2 separate regions of the Mus musculus genome follow, and region 1 is linked to region 2. A link is a contact called in public HiChIP or PLAC-seq data. All regions are on one chromosome and are shown on one strand. Each heading gives the region's core, a stretch centred on a gene start, on an enhancer-like site or on the middle of the called end of the contact. The rest is flanking DNA. Distances are from core to core; before and after follow the strand shown. Region 1 overlaps Kdm4c (lysine (K)-specific demethylase 4C). Region 2 holds the start of Kdm4c (lysine (K)-specific demethylase 4C).

Region 1 (7,118 bases), core at 323-2,822, 54 kb after region 2:
TTTGGGCTAGTAAGGTCACACAGGTAATGTGGCAGAAGAATATCTAATGAGAGTGATTTATATACTAGAAGTAAATTGAGGATCAGATGTGGGATAGAACAATGTTAACTTTCTATTTTCTTAACAAATGAATGCACTTGCTTTTTCTGTGAACTGATGATTACATTTAAAATGGAGGGAATTTAACCTTGCCAGTTGCTTAGAGTAATATGGGTATATAACTATCTCTTCACATCCAGCTCATTTTGTGCAGCCAGATGGTGTGTGTGTGTGTGTGTGTCTGTTTCTGTGTCTTTGTCTGTGTGTATGCACATTTGTGATGTTATGAAGAGGGAATCACCTTGAATGGGATACACCCACAATTTTTTCTTTTCTGAGTGTATTCCTGGTATAAACCAATAAGAAAAATACGACAAGAACTTACCTTAAACGTTGATTATTTTCATTTCCTTATGCTAAAATTTTATCTCTCCCCAATTCAGTTGGTAGAATTTAAATAGCAGTATTTTAAGGGACAGAACATATGGTTGAACTTTCATTCAGAGAATTGCTTAGTTACATCAAAATCAAATACATTTTGAGTACAGATGCTATTAAATACAACCAAATGTGCTACTAGGTATGCTTAGAAAATTGTATCAGCAAAAAGGAATTTGTATTTATAATATACTGTGCTAGTAAGCAGGAAGTCTTCATGTTTAAAAGCAGTATATCATCTCACCTAACTCATTCAATGATTATTAGATATGCTTGTAATATATGTACTGTTTGGTTTTTGTGTGTCAACTTGATACAAACTAGAGTCATTAGAAAGGAAGAGGCCTCCAGCTCTAAGGCATTTTCTCAATTAATAGTCAATAGAGGAGTGTCCAGATCAAGGTGGGTAGCACCATTCCTGCAGTGATGTTCCGAGTTCTATATTAAAGCAAGCTGAGGCCGGGCAGTGGTGGCGCACACCTTTAATCTCAGCACTAGGGAGGCAGAGGCAGGTGGATTTCTGAGTTTGAGGCCAGCCTGGTCTACAGAGTGAGTTCCAGGACAGCCAGGGCTACACAGAGAAACCCTGTGTCAAAAACCCAAAAACCCAAAAAAAAAAAAAAAAAAAAAAAAAAAAAAAAAAAAGAGAAGGAAAAGCAAGCAAGCAAGCTGAGAAAGTGGGGGGTGGGGGTGAGGGGGAAGGGAAGCAAGCCAGTAAGCAGCATGTCCCTGTGGCCTCTGCATAAGCTCCTGTCTCCAGGTTCCTGCAGTGTTTATGTTCCTATCCAGACTTCTTTGGTGATGAACAGCAACGAGAAAATGTAAGCTGAATAAATGCTTTTTTCCCCAACTTGCTTTTTTGGTCATAATGTTTTGTCATAGTAATAAAAAAAAAAAAACCCAACTAAGACAATATCTAAAGTTTTTATTGAAGGACCTTTAAGATTTAGTTTTGTACTAAAATTTTCAGTTCAAAATTCAGCAAATAATTCATTTACTTCATGTTTGAAAGCACTACTATAGTGTTTCTCAACTTGTTTGTTGTGACACATTTGGTAAACCTCTATCTTGAGCAATACTTACATTACAATTCGTAACAGTAGCAAAATTACAGTTGTGAAGTAGCACTGCACATGATTTTATCGTCGGGGGGACCGGTCACCACAGCAATGAAGAACTATTAGAGTCACAGTGTTAGGAAGGCTGAGAGTCACTGCACTTGGAACTTTAAATGAATATTTCTTTTCTTTAGGGCAAACAAATCTATAATCAGGATTTTAAAAGTCATATACCCACAAAATAAATAAATAGAAGCAAGCTACATTTAAGAGACAACAACTAGGTTCATGAGATGGCTGACTGGATAGATGCTTGCCACTAAGTCTGAAAAGCTAAGCTTGATCCCCAGAAACTAACTCAGTAGAAGGAGAGAATCAACCCTTACTGTATCCTGTGACCTTCATAATACACATGCATGCCATACACATACACATACACATACATGCATGCACATATATACATATGCATCCACAATACATATGATAAAGATGTACAAATAGATAGTAACCAATATTTTCTACGAAATAATACCCAAACTCACCAGCTTCTAAACAAATAAGAATACCTATGTCCAGAAATAGCTACACTACATAGGAATGTTGTGGTTAGTGGGTAGTCTCCAGGCTTAGACAAGGAAGGGTTCAGTAGTCTTGAACATCTGTTCTGTAAGCTTTAAATTATAGGTGATTTGTGACATTTAAGTAGGAAGTTTATGCTCATTTTTCTTCATTTCTATGTCTAAGGGACAGGCTTTTTTTTTTTTTTTAAGTTTTTTTTTTTTTTTTTTTTTATTTTATATGAGTACACTGTAGCTGTCAGACACACCAGAAGAGGGCATCAGATCCCATTACAGATGGTTATGAGCCACCATGTGCCATGTGGTTGCTGGGATTTGAACTCAGGACCTTTGGAAGAGCAGTCAGTGCTCTTAACCACTGAGCCATCTCTCCAGCCAGGGACAGGCTTTTAATATTCTTGTTTCCTAGTTCATTTAAGTGCAGTTCAGTTTTTGTAAATGAAGATATTTAAATACTCTTCATAAGCTAGCTAAAATATTATAAACATAATTTTTTTTTTTTATTCTTAACATTTTAGGTATGCTATACCTCCGGAGCATGGAAAGCGACTTGAAAGACTAGCCCAAGGTAATACTTGCTTTCAATTTCTTACATCGTAGGCTTTGTGTTTTGAGGTAGTTCAGCAGCTTGCTTATTTATTTATTTATTTATTTATATCTTCTTCAAACTGCTAGCTTTTAAATGTTAACCTAATTGAACAATATTATTTATTTTCACATTAGTAGGTAATGTTTCTTCTGTTGTATAGTCTTCATAATGAGTTTAGCTGACTCTTAATATTTCACTGGGCAGTTGGCATTTCAATATATTGTACCTATTCTTAACTTTCTTTTCTTTCTTAAACACTGCTGAAATTTATCTTGTTTGCTGGCCACCCTTCCTCTAAAGATGTCAGCTGGACAGGAACTATTTGTAATAACAATTAGAGTTGAATTTGAGTGATAACTGGTAGCAAGCATCTTGCTTTATCAGAACTCACTATTGAATGAGTAGAACACTTCTGCTCATGCATTGGTATATGTTATGTTATGGTTTATTAAAATGATGAAGAAAGTTTTCCTTCTATGTACCATATATATTCACTTAAAAAATGAAGTGTGAGGGCTGGCTGATTAAGAGCACTGGCTATTCTTCCAGAGTTCCTAAGTTCAATTCCCTGTACCCACATGGTAGATCACACAACTTCTATAATCCTAGTCCCATGTGGTCTGATACTTTCTTTTAGCATGCAGATGAACCTGAAAGAGAGGGGTGGGGGATGTGTGTGTGTATATACATGTGTACACACACACACACACACACACACACACACACACACACACACACACACACATACAGTACATTAACAAATAAATCATTAGGTTTGGAGAGATTTCTCAGCGATTAAGAGCAGTGACTGCGCTTTCAAAGGTCCTGAGTTTAGTTCTCATCAACCACATGGTGGCTCACCACTATCTGTAATGGGATCCTATGCCCGCTTTTGGTGTGTCTGAAGACAGCAACAGTGTACTCATATAAATAAAATAAATAAATAAATAAAATGAAATGAGGGCATTGATAAACCTCATTGGCCTGAAAGTTTGACCAGAAATTATTAATGGCATCTACGATTTTTCCCCTTCCCCCAATTATAGGAAATTATTAAAAGTGGTCATAGGATCACCTTTATAAGACACAGTGCTATAATTTTGGCAGGACAGTGTTTATTATATTACAGTAATAAGAGTAGTTCAATTGTGAGTGTGAATTTAAGGATTATTTTCAAGAATACTGAAGTAATTGAATACTGTTTAGGGTAATAGATTAGAGTAGAATGTTATGATTATTATATATTCAGAATGTGAAGGTAGTGTACTCTGTGTTAAAACTAAATGTGTTAAAACTAGCTATTCTTTTCTGTAATAAGTCCTACAACATTTAAATTAACCTCATCACTAAAGAACGTTAAGAGGAAGTAAGGTCAGCTTTGTGGCGCAGGCTCAAACACTGAAGTTTATCCTGTGAACTATGATAGATGACATCCCAGGGAGGTAAAGGAGGACCAAGGTTTTAATCAACAGAGAGGTAAAACTGCTTACAGTATTTTGAGAAAGGAAACAAACGAAAAAGTCCTATAAGACAGTGAAAGATTTGTATCTGTTGTGCAGATACCAGCCAGATAATTACAATGATAAAATAGTGCAGTACATATGATAGACTGTACACTGTATCTACATCAAAGCAGTGTAGGAAACATGAAATGAAAAACAGGTTGAGATATTTTCCCTTATCTTGCCTTTACAGTGTAACCATTGCAGCCACCTTTTATGCACAGGTGCATTCGCTTTTGATTTCCAATGAAATCTTGCTTGATTGTGGCATTTATGAATATTTTATCTCAGAACTCTAAGGCCTGTATTTGATACTTATGAATATTTTATCTGAAAGATATCAGGCTTGTATTTAACAAAACCAGGAATTTGAATTTGCCTTTCAGTTGCTTTTTCATTTTTTAAAATTTGTGTGTGTATGTAGGTGTATATAGGTATAGAACTTTACCATCCTTTAGTAGTTTTCTAATTTAAGTTAAATTATGTTTTCCTATTGTTCATGTCCTGATTACAAATCCACCTCAGATGCAAATTAATGGACACTTTTTTCTTCAGTAATTTTAACATAAAATTTAGTTCAAAATATAGTGCTGCACAAAGTTACAGATTTGGAAAGCTTCCCAGATGTATTCAGATTTTGTTATTAACATTGTTGGCTGGGTTCTGAATTTGATGACCAGGTAGCTGCAGCTGGGTGCCTTCCTGTCTCCTTTGAGAAGGCTTAGGGCATTTAATTGTACACATTTAATCTTTATACCGTACAACTTTCACTTCCTATCCATTAAAGTTTCATTTAGTGTTTATATTTTATGATTATTAATCATCCTTAGATTGCTATGAAAATGACCCCACAGGGCAAAGTTACATTTTTATTTGTGTTAGTCTTGTAAAGAGTGGTAGTATTCCTAATGTCTCCATAGAGAACTGATTTTGCAAACTCCCCCTCTGTCCCTTTTCTATTTTTAAACAGGTGAAGATGCTTACCCAGAATGTACTTAAGAAAAAAACTTTATTTTTTAAAAATGAATCATGTGTCTGTCTGTCTATGACATGTATGAGTCAGTGAAGGTACCTCTGGAAACTGGAAAAGACCATCAGAGTCCTAGTAGCTAAAGTTACAGGTGGCTGTGGGCCTCCTAGGATGGTGCTAAGAACTGGGCTCACGTCTTGAAAGAACACTAGGCTTTTAACTGCTGAGCCAACCATTTAGAGTACAATACTTTTTTCTACCAAGCTGTTCCTTAAATTCCTTTGTCTGCATACTAGCTATTGTGTGCTCGTGCACTTCTCTCTCTCTCTCTCTCTCTCTCTCTCTCTCTCTCCTGAGCACTGTAGCATAAACAACCATTTCAATTATCTAAAAGTTTCTGTGAATTTATTCTACACCATTATGATGATTCGTGATTAATCATTTATATCTACCTTGCTGTCCAGAGGCCTTGTGTGGATAAGGATATCTGAAATCAATCTAACTCAAACATACTTTTTTTTTCTAATTAATTGAGTTCTAATGAGTTTTTCATTAAGGTACCCTACTCCGAGTTGTGTGTAGAGCACTAGGCAAGCCTTCTCTTCATTTTAGATATGAGGTCACATAGTACCTCTACTTCTACCACATTCCTGGAGTCCACACTCCATCATTCCTGGAGTCTTCTTGTTTCCTCTTTCATGTTCCTCTATCTTCTCTTTGTCCTTTTCATTGTGACTTGTTTTCCACTCTCTGAGATTTCTCATCCTTTGAAGGAGAAAGGGCTGAATAAAACATCAAATATGCCAGTTTTCATTTTCCTCTCCCTGTATCACCAAGGTGATGATAACATGCCTCAGCTAGATTGAAAGCAGTGATGGAGAAAATCGACCATGAACTAAAGCACAATACACTGCTGAGTGAACATTTAATACATTGAGGAATCAAAGATTTCCTTAATGTTTAGCGTCCTCTCTTAAAAGCTCCCAAAATAGGCTTGTAAGGCAAGTTTCCAATCATGTGTGCTAGGTTTACTCAGATGGGATTTTTTTTTTAAATTTAGATTATTTTATTTATGTGTATGAATGTTTGCTTGCATATATGTATGAATGTGCACCATGTGTATTCTTGGTGCTGTGGAGGTCAGAAGATGGCATCAGATCCTTTGGAACATGAGTTCTAGGTGGTTGTGAGCCACCGTGTTGGGGCTGGGAAACAAACCTTGGTCCTCTGCAAGAACAGCAAGTGCACTTAACAGTTTATCCCTCTCTGCAGCCTCTGAAGTATTATTTCAAATTGATATGTAGTAATTATGAATGTTTTTATGGTATAGTATGATATTTTCAAATGCTTATACCATGCTTGGAAGGGGAAATCTATCATTTAAGAGCTACATCACTTTTTTCATGTTAGACATATTAAAATCCTGTCTGTGTTGGGGCTGGAGAAATGGCTCAGTGGATAAGAGCACTGACTCTTCTTCCTAAGGTCCTGAGTTCAATTCCCAGCAACCACAAGGTGGTTCACAACCAACTGTAATGGGAGTTGATGCTCTCTTCTCCTGTGTCTGAAGACAGCTACAGTGTACTCATATACATAAAATAAGTAAAATCTAAAAAAAAAAAAAACCATAAAATTCTGTCTGTGACTTTGAAATAATTTAGTTAATTGTTGCCAAACATAGTTATTGTAGGATATTGTAAGTTAGTCGTTGTTAGTGTGAAATACGCAGGAAGATAAGAAAGTGTTTGGTGCATATAGTGTCTCAGGCTTTTGGAACTGGTGCTTTCAGAATAGTTAGTTCTCAGAGTCTCCACTGAGGGATTGGCTAGTACGGGTGTTCTTAATCTCACTTTCGACTTGAACAGGAAGTTTGAACAGTTACTTGCTGTATATTTGGCAACTGTATTTCAATTACGTGCCAAATTGAAATTCTTAAAATTAAGT
Region 2 (7,370 bases), core at 630-3,129:
TGTGTGTGTGTGTGTGTGTGTGTGTGTGTGTGTGTGCAATGTCTAGGGCCCATAAAAGAGATCATGAAGTCTTTGTCTCTCTCAGACTGCAACTGGGGATATACTTCTATCTCACTCCCCTCTCCTTCATTTCTTTTGAGACAGGGTTTCTCACATATATCCCTGCCTTTCAGCAACTCACACTGATCTACACTTGTAAATCAAATTGGCCTTGTATTTAGAGATCTGCCTTCCTTGTCCCCCAAGTGCTAGGATTAAAGGTGTGTGCCAGTACGTTGGCCTTGATAATCTCTGCTTAGCAAGGATAATAAGAGTACTTATTCATTGAACTATTTCAATTATTTAATAATAGATGTGCAATCTTTGTAGTTCACAAAACGCCCTAAAATTTAAGATATGTAACTATAGTTTTAGTATATTCAATTGCTTTGGAGTATGGTTGCCAATCTCTATAATATCCACATTGAAAAATTACCAGTTGACTATATATAAGTTAAGTAAGTTTAGAATTGTATTTTTCCAAACCCTAAGCTGTGTTTTATTATTATTATTATTTTTTTATTATTATATCTAAGTACACTGTAGCTGTCTTCAGATGCACTAGAAGAGGGCGTCAGATCTCATTACGGATGGTTGTGAGCTACCATGTGGTTGCTGGGATTTGAACTCAGGACCTTCAGAAGAGCAGTCGATGCTCTTTACCACTGAGCCATCTCTCTAGCCCCCAAGCGGTGTTTTTCCAGTCAAAGAAATATGGTGGTTAGATCTCATTATCTTTCAGTTAATTAACCATATCCCATCTGTCTTTACAGTGCTCCCCCTAAAAAAAAAAAAAAGAAATAAATTAAAAAAAACACATTTAAGTACATTTAAATAGTTATGTTGAGCTTTTTTTTTTTAAAGAGGTGATCAGTTTTTGAGACAGCATATCATGTAGCCCAGTCTAACTTCAGGTCTATGATGTGTTGAGAATGATCTTGAATTTCTAGTCCTCTGATCTCTGTTCCAAGTCCTGGGTTATAAGTATGCACCACATTCATTAGAAATCCTTGTTTTCTAACAACACGTAAAATGATGGTCCTGTGTGCTCACTTTTGTATATGCCTGGTCAGTAACTAGAAGAAATGCAACAAAAAAACCCAGATAGGAACTGTGGGACAGTAAAACCTGTTTAGCCTTTGCAAAACGCTTAGTGTTTAGGCACCTATCTGGAAGTAAGAGTTTGAGATCTGTGTGATTCCTCTGCGGTCTTGGAAGTCAGATTTACACAGACGTGTAGGAAGGTAACTCAATTCAGGATCCCTAATCAAGATTTCTCTAGTCTTTAAGTATTAGACCTTTTTGCTCAAGGGCAGGCTTGGTTGCTAGGAATTTGGGAACACTGCTCACTTGGGATCTCCGACTGAAGTAGGCTCAGAGGTGCAGCCCACTGGTTGGTGTACCGGCACAGGACAATGTCATCGTGAGTCTGGCCTTCCTGACCACCTCCACTCGAGGTAAAAATCAGCCAGCCGTTCTTGCACCGAGGGTTGCCATAGACTCGCACCGAGTCCCTGCAGGCGTGTTCGTGTACTATTTTATTTCAGGTCCAGCCCCTGTGGGAACCTAGTGAGTGATCCGACAAAGATCTGTTGCGCACCTGCTCCTTCTGCTTCGTCAGTGTTTTTCCTCCTTTGAGAAAGAAGAGGCGAGCTTGTCCCCAAGGCAAAAGGAAATACAGCACGGCAAGCGTAGACTAGGCAAGAGGCGGAAGTCTCGGCTTCAAGTCGGGCACCTTTAAGCAGTTTAGAGACCCACGTGACCCAGAGAGCGCCCGGCCCAGCGGTCACGTGGGGGCGCGTGCGCCACACGCAGGCAGAGGCAGCCCGCACAGCCTGCGCGCCCGCGCCGCCTCCCGCCCACCTCCGAGCCGGGAGGGAGGGGAGCGCGGCGGAGGGATTCCGTGGTGGCGCCCCGTGCGCGTGCGCAGCGAACAGCTGTCACCCAGTGCGGAACAAGTCTTCCAAAGATTCCCAAAACCCTCAGGGGAGGCCGCACTTTTCATCCCTTTCATTCGGGTGGCGTCTGGACCTCCGCCAGCGGCGCAGGTAACCTCTTCTTGGTCGGGACGGAGCGGGAAGGGTGGCGGCCTCGGTCCGGTCTTCGCAGGGCAGCACGGGCCTGGGCGCTCCGCGGTGCAAAGCAGTCAGCTGGGAGGGAGGAGGCGGCCCTGACAGTCCATTCTGGCCCTCGGGATTCGGGAGCTCGCTCGCCTGCCTCCCGGGAGCCGATCGGAGGTGCTGTTGCTCCGGACTGCCACGCCTGTGTGGTCTGGGGCGCCGACCGACCCCTCTGCGGCCGACTCCAGGAAGGCCGGGCCTGTGCGTCCTCCGAGCCTCCCTTGGGTCGGGATGTCCGGATCCGCGAGGTAGCAGGTAGCCCGACCCTCACTCGGGTTCGTTCTTGGCCCTAGCAGATGATCTTTCCCTTTTTCTTTCCTCCGTCTTGAGGCCATTTCTTTGTGCGGTTCCTGGGGGGAGCCATGATGCGGGGTAGACAGTGGGCGCTTAATAGATGCGACTTCGTTGCGGCATGTGAACTGCCAGGGAGAGAGGGCGTGTTGTGCGATGGGAATGCCAAGAAGGCAGGCGGTCTAGCTCGGGCTGGAAGTTGGTGTTCTCTGCTCAGCAGTGAAAGCAGCTGGACTCAGTTCTGAGGATTTTCTTGGGGACCCAGAAGGCAGCCGCCGGTGTGGCTGAGCCCGCAAGCTCGCACGTAGTCAGTCAGGTGCTCTGAGAGAAGACTTGGAAGACTTGACCAACTTTTTTTTTTTTTTTTTTTTTTAAATCTTGGACTCAGTACGGTCACTCACACTTGGTGATTTACCTAGTACTGCTTAGAAAGCTTACGTTAGAAATGAAGCAATTCGGAACCCGGGAGACGCTTTTGATAGGCTCGGTAAGCTTAGGTTAGCACCAATCTTTGCTGTATTTCACCCACTTGAGTTTTGCGTTTAAAAAGGGCGGAAGGGAGTGGAGCCTAACTCTTTCTATGGGAAAAGTTATTAGTATTCTAATTTAAAAGTGTGATGGTTAAAACTTTTGGTATTTTTGGTTGTTTTTTGAGTCAGGGTCTTATATGTAGTCCTGCCCAACTTAGAACTCTGTATGGTAGCTAACCTGGTGCTCCAGGAAATCCACCTGCCTCTGCATCACCAGTGCAGGGATTCCTGCTGGTCATATTTCTGCACTGCTACTGGTTATTTGTTCTCTAAAATTTACGGTCCGTTCCCACCGCCTGGAATATATAGCTCAAGTGGTAGGGCCAATGCTTAGTATCTGAACACCTTAAGTTCGGTCTCTAAGATTGAAAAAGAAAAAAAAAGAAAAAGGAAAAAAAAGTTCGTTTTTAAAATTTAAAAATTTTTTTTTACTATTGAGCATGTTCACTAATGTTTTCTTAAAGCTTGCTGGCCTGGTAACCTATCATGCTTTGTTTTGGAATGCACTGCCTAGTTAAGTAGTTTTAGGACCTCCTTCCCATTTTATTTTATTTTATTTATTCATTTATTTATTTATTTATTTATTTATTTGGTTTTTCGAGACAGGGTTTCTACCTTCCCATTTTAGTGTTTAGAGTTTACACATAATGTTTACAGTTCTCCACGAAATTGGTAATACAATAAAATTCAACGCTAAGGCTTGCTTTATGGTACTAAAAAACTTACTTAATTCCTCCCTCCCCCACCCCACTCTCTTTCCTTTCCTTTTGTCTTGAGACTGTCTCTTGTAGCCCACATAGATTGGTGAATTGGTGATCTTTGTCTCTACTTCTTGAGTGTTGGAATTACTTTGTTTGACTCAGACCTGGGGACTGAATTCAAGGCTTTGGCGCATGGTAGGCAAACTCTATACCAAGCTACATTTCCAGTCCTACATTCTGTAGCAAGGATTCTTACTGCTATACCCTTGATACCCGTTATTATTTACTAGATATTAAATGATAAAACAAGTACATTCTGTACTGTCATTAAGTTCAATATGTAATGCAGGTTTTTTAAAAAAATTCTCTTTGAAGCAGTAGTTCTGGCTGAGTGTTTAAGGCGATGGAATAGAAAAAATTGTCTCCTTTTTTTGTATGTTAATATTTCATGGTCCTGTAAATACCATTTTTTGTTTATTTATACTTGTTTCAAACAATAGATTTTGATCCTGATGTTTTCCCTCCACATACTCCTGTCAGATCCTCTCTCTACCTCTTTACATACTTCATTTTCTCTCTCAAACTCCCCACAAAACTCAACCAACCAACTAAAACTCAAAACACACACACACAAAAATCAGTTTCACAATTAAACAGAACAAAAAGTGTATATATACACACAGACACAGGCCCAGGCAAAGGGAGTGGGGGGGAGAGGAAGAGAAAGAGAAGGGGGGATAGAATATGAATATCTTTCGTCTTGGTCAACTAATTCTGGGCACCAGGGCCTGCCCTGGATAGAACTGACTTTTGCAGGTGGTATCAATTACAAATAGCTTCTTGGTTAGTGGTGGGACTACAGGTACACGTATCCCTCTTAGCTGAGACCTTATCTAGCTTGAAGCTGTACATATCTTTTTTTATGCTGCCACAGGCTCAATGAGTTCATATGTGCATTATTGTTGTGTCTGGAAGATGCCCTCTTTCTCTGGAGTCCTCCATTGCTATGGCCTTGTAGTCTTTCCACCTTCTTGGTCTTCAGTCCCTTGATCTGGGACTGGAGAAAAAAATTTTTTTTTTTTTTTTTTTGGTTTTTTCGAGACAGGGTTTCTCTCTGTAGCCCTGGCTGTCCTGGAACTCACTCTGTAGATCAGGCTGGCCTCAAACTCAGAAATCCGCCTGTCTCTGCCTTTCAAGTGCTGGGATTAAAGGCGTGCACCACCACGCCCGTTTGGGACTGGAGAAATTTGATGAAGATATCCCATTTAGACCTGAGTGCTCCAAAGTCTCTCATACTCTGCATATGGTGTAGCTGATGGTCTCTGTTTTAATTACTGTCTACTGCAAGATTCTGTGATGCTGGCTGAGTGAGGCTCTGATCTGTGGGTATAGCAGCATGCTAAGGGCAGTCATTTATTGCAGTGTCCTTAGCAAAGTAACAGGAGATGTTTTTCCTAGACCCATAGCCACTTAATCAGTGTCATGGATTCTGTCTCATGGTAAGTTCAATAAAAAAGTGGTTTTTTACTGCAGTAAATACCAGTATCCCTTGCAGGCAGGTCACTGTTGTAGGTTATAGGGTTTGTAGCTGGGTGATACTGATGATTAACCACCTTCTCTGGTATGGTATAAAGTGCCTTCCAGCACTGTTAAAGTTTCTATTCGGATACCAGCTCCATTTCTTCATGTTTGATGATATAAATAGGTGATATACGTCAGCATTAGGGCCTTATCATCTGGTTGTGGCAAGTAAACAATAGCTTATTACATTTTGCAGACATGCCTATGGGAGCCATTTGGCCAATGACTCAAAAAGATGTAACCCATTCCCATCATTGGGGGTTTGTGTCAGGTATCTAGCTGTGGTATTGCCTCCCTCAGTATGTGATGATTCCATTTAGATTACTTCCATAGATTATATGTTTTAGGAACGTGTAAAGTAGTAGGTTTCCATATGGTTTTCCAAAGGGCCTTTAGTGTACCTCCCCATATTTTTTCTTCTGCTCTGCCCTTCCATTTCCTTCTCCATTTGATCTTCCTATTATGTCTTTCCATTTGTCTCTCCATAACTATATTCTATTTTCCCTTCCTTGGGATATGGTCTCCCCACCCCCAACTAGGTACTTAAACTTCTGTGACTATTCAAATCATAGCTCACATATCTAAAGAGTAAAAACTGACATCCACATAGAAGAGATACCATGCAGTATTTGTCGCCTTGGGTCTGGGTTGTCCGGGATGATGGTTTCTAGCTGTTTTCCATTTACTGGCAAATTTCATTTTGGTTAACAACCAAATAATATTCCATTGTGTAAATGTATCACATTTTCATGACTTGTTCTAATAGTTGATTAGCACCTAGGCTGTTTTTCTGGCTATAATGTATAGAAAAGTAATGAGCATGGATGTACAAGTATCACTTTAGTAAGATGTAGATTTCTTTGAATATGAATGCAAAGAGGTAGCACCATCCCTGATTTCAACTTGTATTACAGAGCTATAGTAATAATAACAGCATGGCATTGCCATAAAAAGTTGTCTTGCTAAATAGAATAAAGTTGATGATGCAGACATAATTCCACACACCTTTGGAAACCTGAATTTTGATGATGGAGCCAGAATTACACCAGGGAGAAAAGAAAGCATCTTTAACATGATGTAGTTAGACTGGATAGCTGCATGTAGAGGAATGAAAATACATCCATATCTATTTTTCTGTACAAAACTCAACTCTAAATGGATCAGAGTCCTCAATGTCCTACCATATACCCTGAATACGATAGAAATGAATTAGGAATAGCCTTGAACTCACTGTCACAGGAAAGGGTTTTCTGAACAGAATGTTGATAGGATAGGCACTATGATCAACAATTAATAAATGGGACTTCATGAAACTGAAAAGCTTTTATATGGAAAAGGGCACCATAATTTGGGCAAAGTGGCAGGCTATAGTATCTTGAATGCACAAAGAAGAAAGAGAACTGGGATCCAGGAAACAACTCAATTAAAAATGGGGTGCAGAACTAGGCTGAGAATTATAAAAAAAAAAAAAAACAAACTCACAAAACAAACAAACAAAGAATTAAAACTCAACAAAGATTGAAATGCTTAAATGTTCAATATCTTTAGTCATCAGGGAAATGCAAATTAGAATTTGATATTTCATCTTAACTCAGAATAGCCACGATCAATAAAATAAACGACAGCAGTCTGTGGTGGGGAAAGGATTCTTCATTATGGTGGGGGTGCAAACTGGTAGGGGCAGTCTAGAATTTAGTGTGGAGGTCCCTCCTGAAGCTGGGAATCAATCTACCTCAAGATTCAGCTGTTTGTTTATTTTTTGGGGAAAATGGGTCTCACTTTGCAGTTCTGGCTGGCTTGGAACTCACTGTGTATAGCAGGCTGGCCTGCAGTTCCTAAATCTGCCCCCAGAATTCAGGGGTTAATGGTGTGGGCTACCATTCCTTTTTCTTCACTATTGAGTCTCATTTGAACTTCTTGGGAAGTATAGTATACTGTCATCTTTTTTTTTTTTTAAGATTTATTTATTTATTATATGTAAATACACTGTAGCTGTCTTCAGACACCCCAGAAGAGGGCATCAGATCTCATTACAGATGGTTGTGAGCCACCATGTGCCATGTGGTTGCTGGGATTTGAACTCAGGACCTTCAGAAGAGCAGTGCTCT

The links. HiChIP or PLAC-seq counts read pairs in DNA pulled down with a chosen protein or histone mark.
Region 1: a contact with region 2 is called in an H3K4me3 HiChIP or PLAC-seq map of bone marrow-derived macrophages, with 2.4 times the contacts expected there. The contact joins the enhancer-like site here to the promoter of Kdm4c in region 2. A contact is called at or near these places in 3 of 39 promoter capture datasets (the C10 cell line, liver and macrophages), 7 of 484 Hi-C or Micro-C datasets (the 63-12 cell line, bone marrow-derived macrophages, centroblasts and 4 more), 8 of 115 datasets of contacts at active chromatin or transcription factors (CD4 single positive thymocytes, the SCID.adh cell line, bone marrow-derived macrophages and 1 more) and 3 of 9 other capture datasets (adipose tissue, liver and pancreatic islet).

What each region holds. Positions count from the first base shown.
Region 1 is chr4:74,304,334-74,311,451 of GRCm38.p6, forward strand. It overlaps Kdm4c (lysine (K)-specific demethylase 4C), which reads left to right. Exons shown (of 22, transcript NM_144787.2): 6 at 2,632-2,681. Among named protein-coding and RNA genes, the nearest start is that of Kdm4c, 56 kb to the left of the region's middle. Within about 2 kb of position 1,573, at least 16 of the 459 cell types and tissues checked have an H3K27ac peak or open chromatin away from gene starts, as enhancers often do. A contact at or near this core is called in bone marrow-derived macrophages, where this site is marked.
Region 2 is chr4:74,250,000-74,257,369 of GRCm38.p6, forward strand. It overlaps Kdm4c (lysine (K)-specific demethylase 4C), which reads left to right and starts at 1,880. Exons shown (of 22, transcript NM_144787.2): 1 at 1,880-2,087.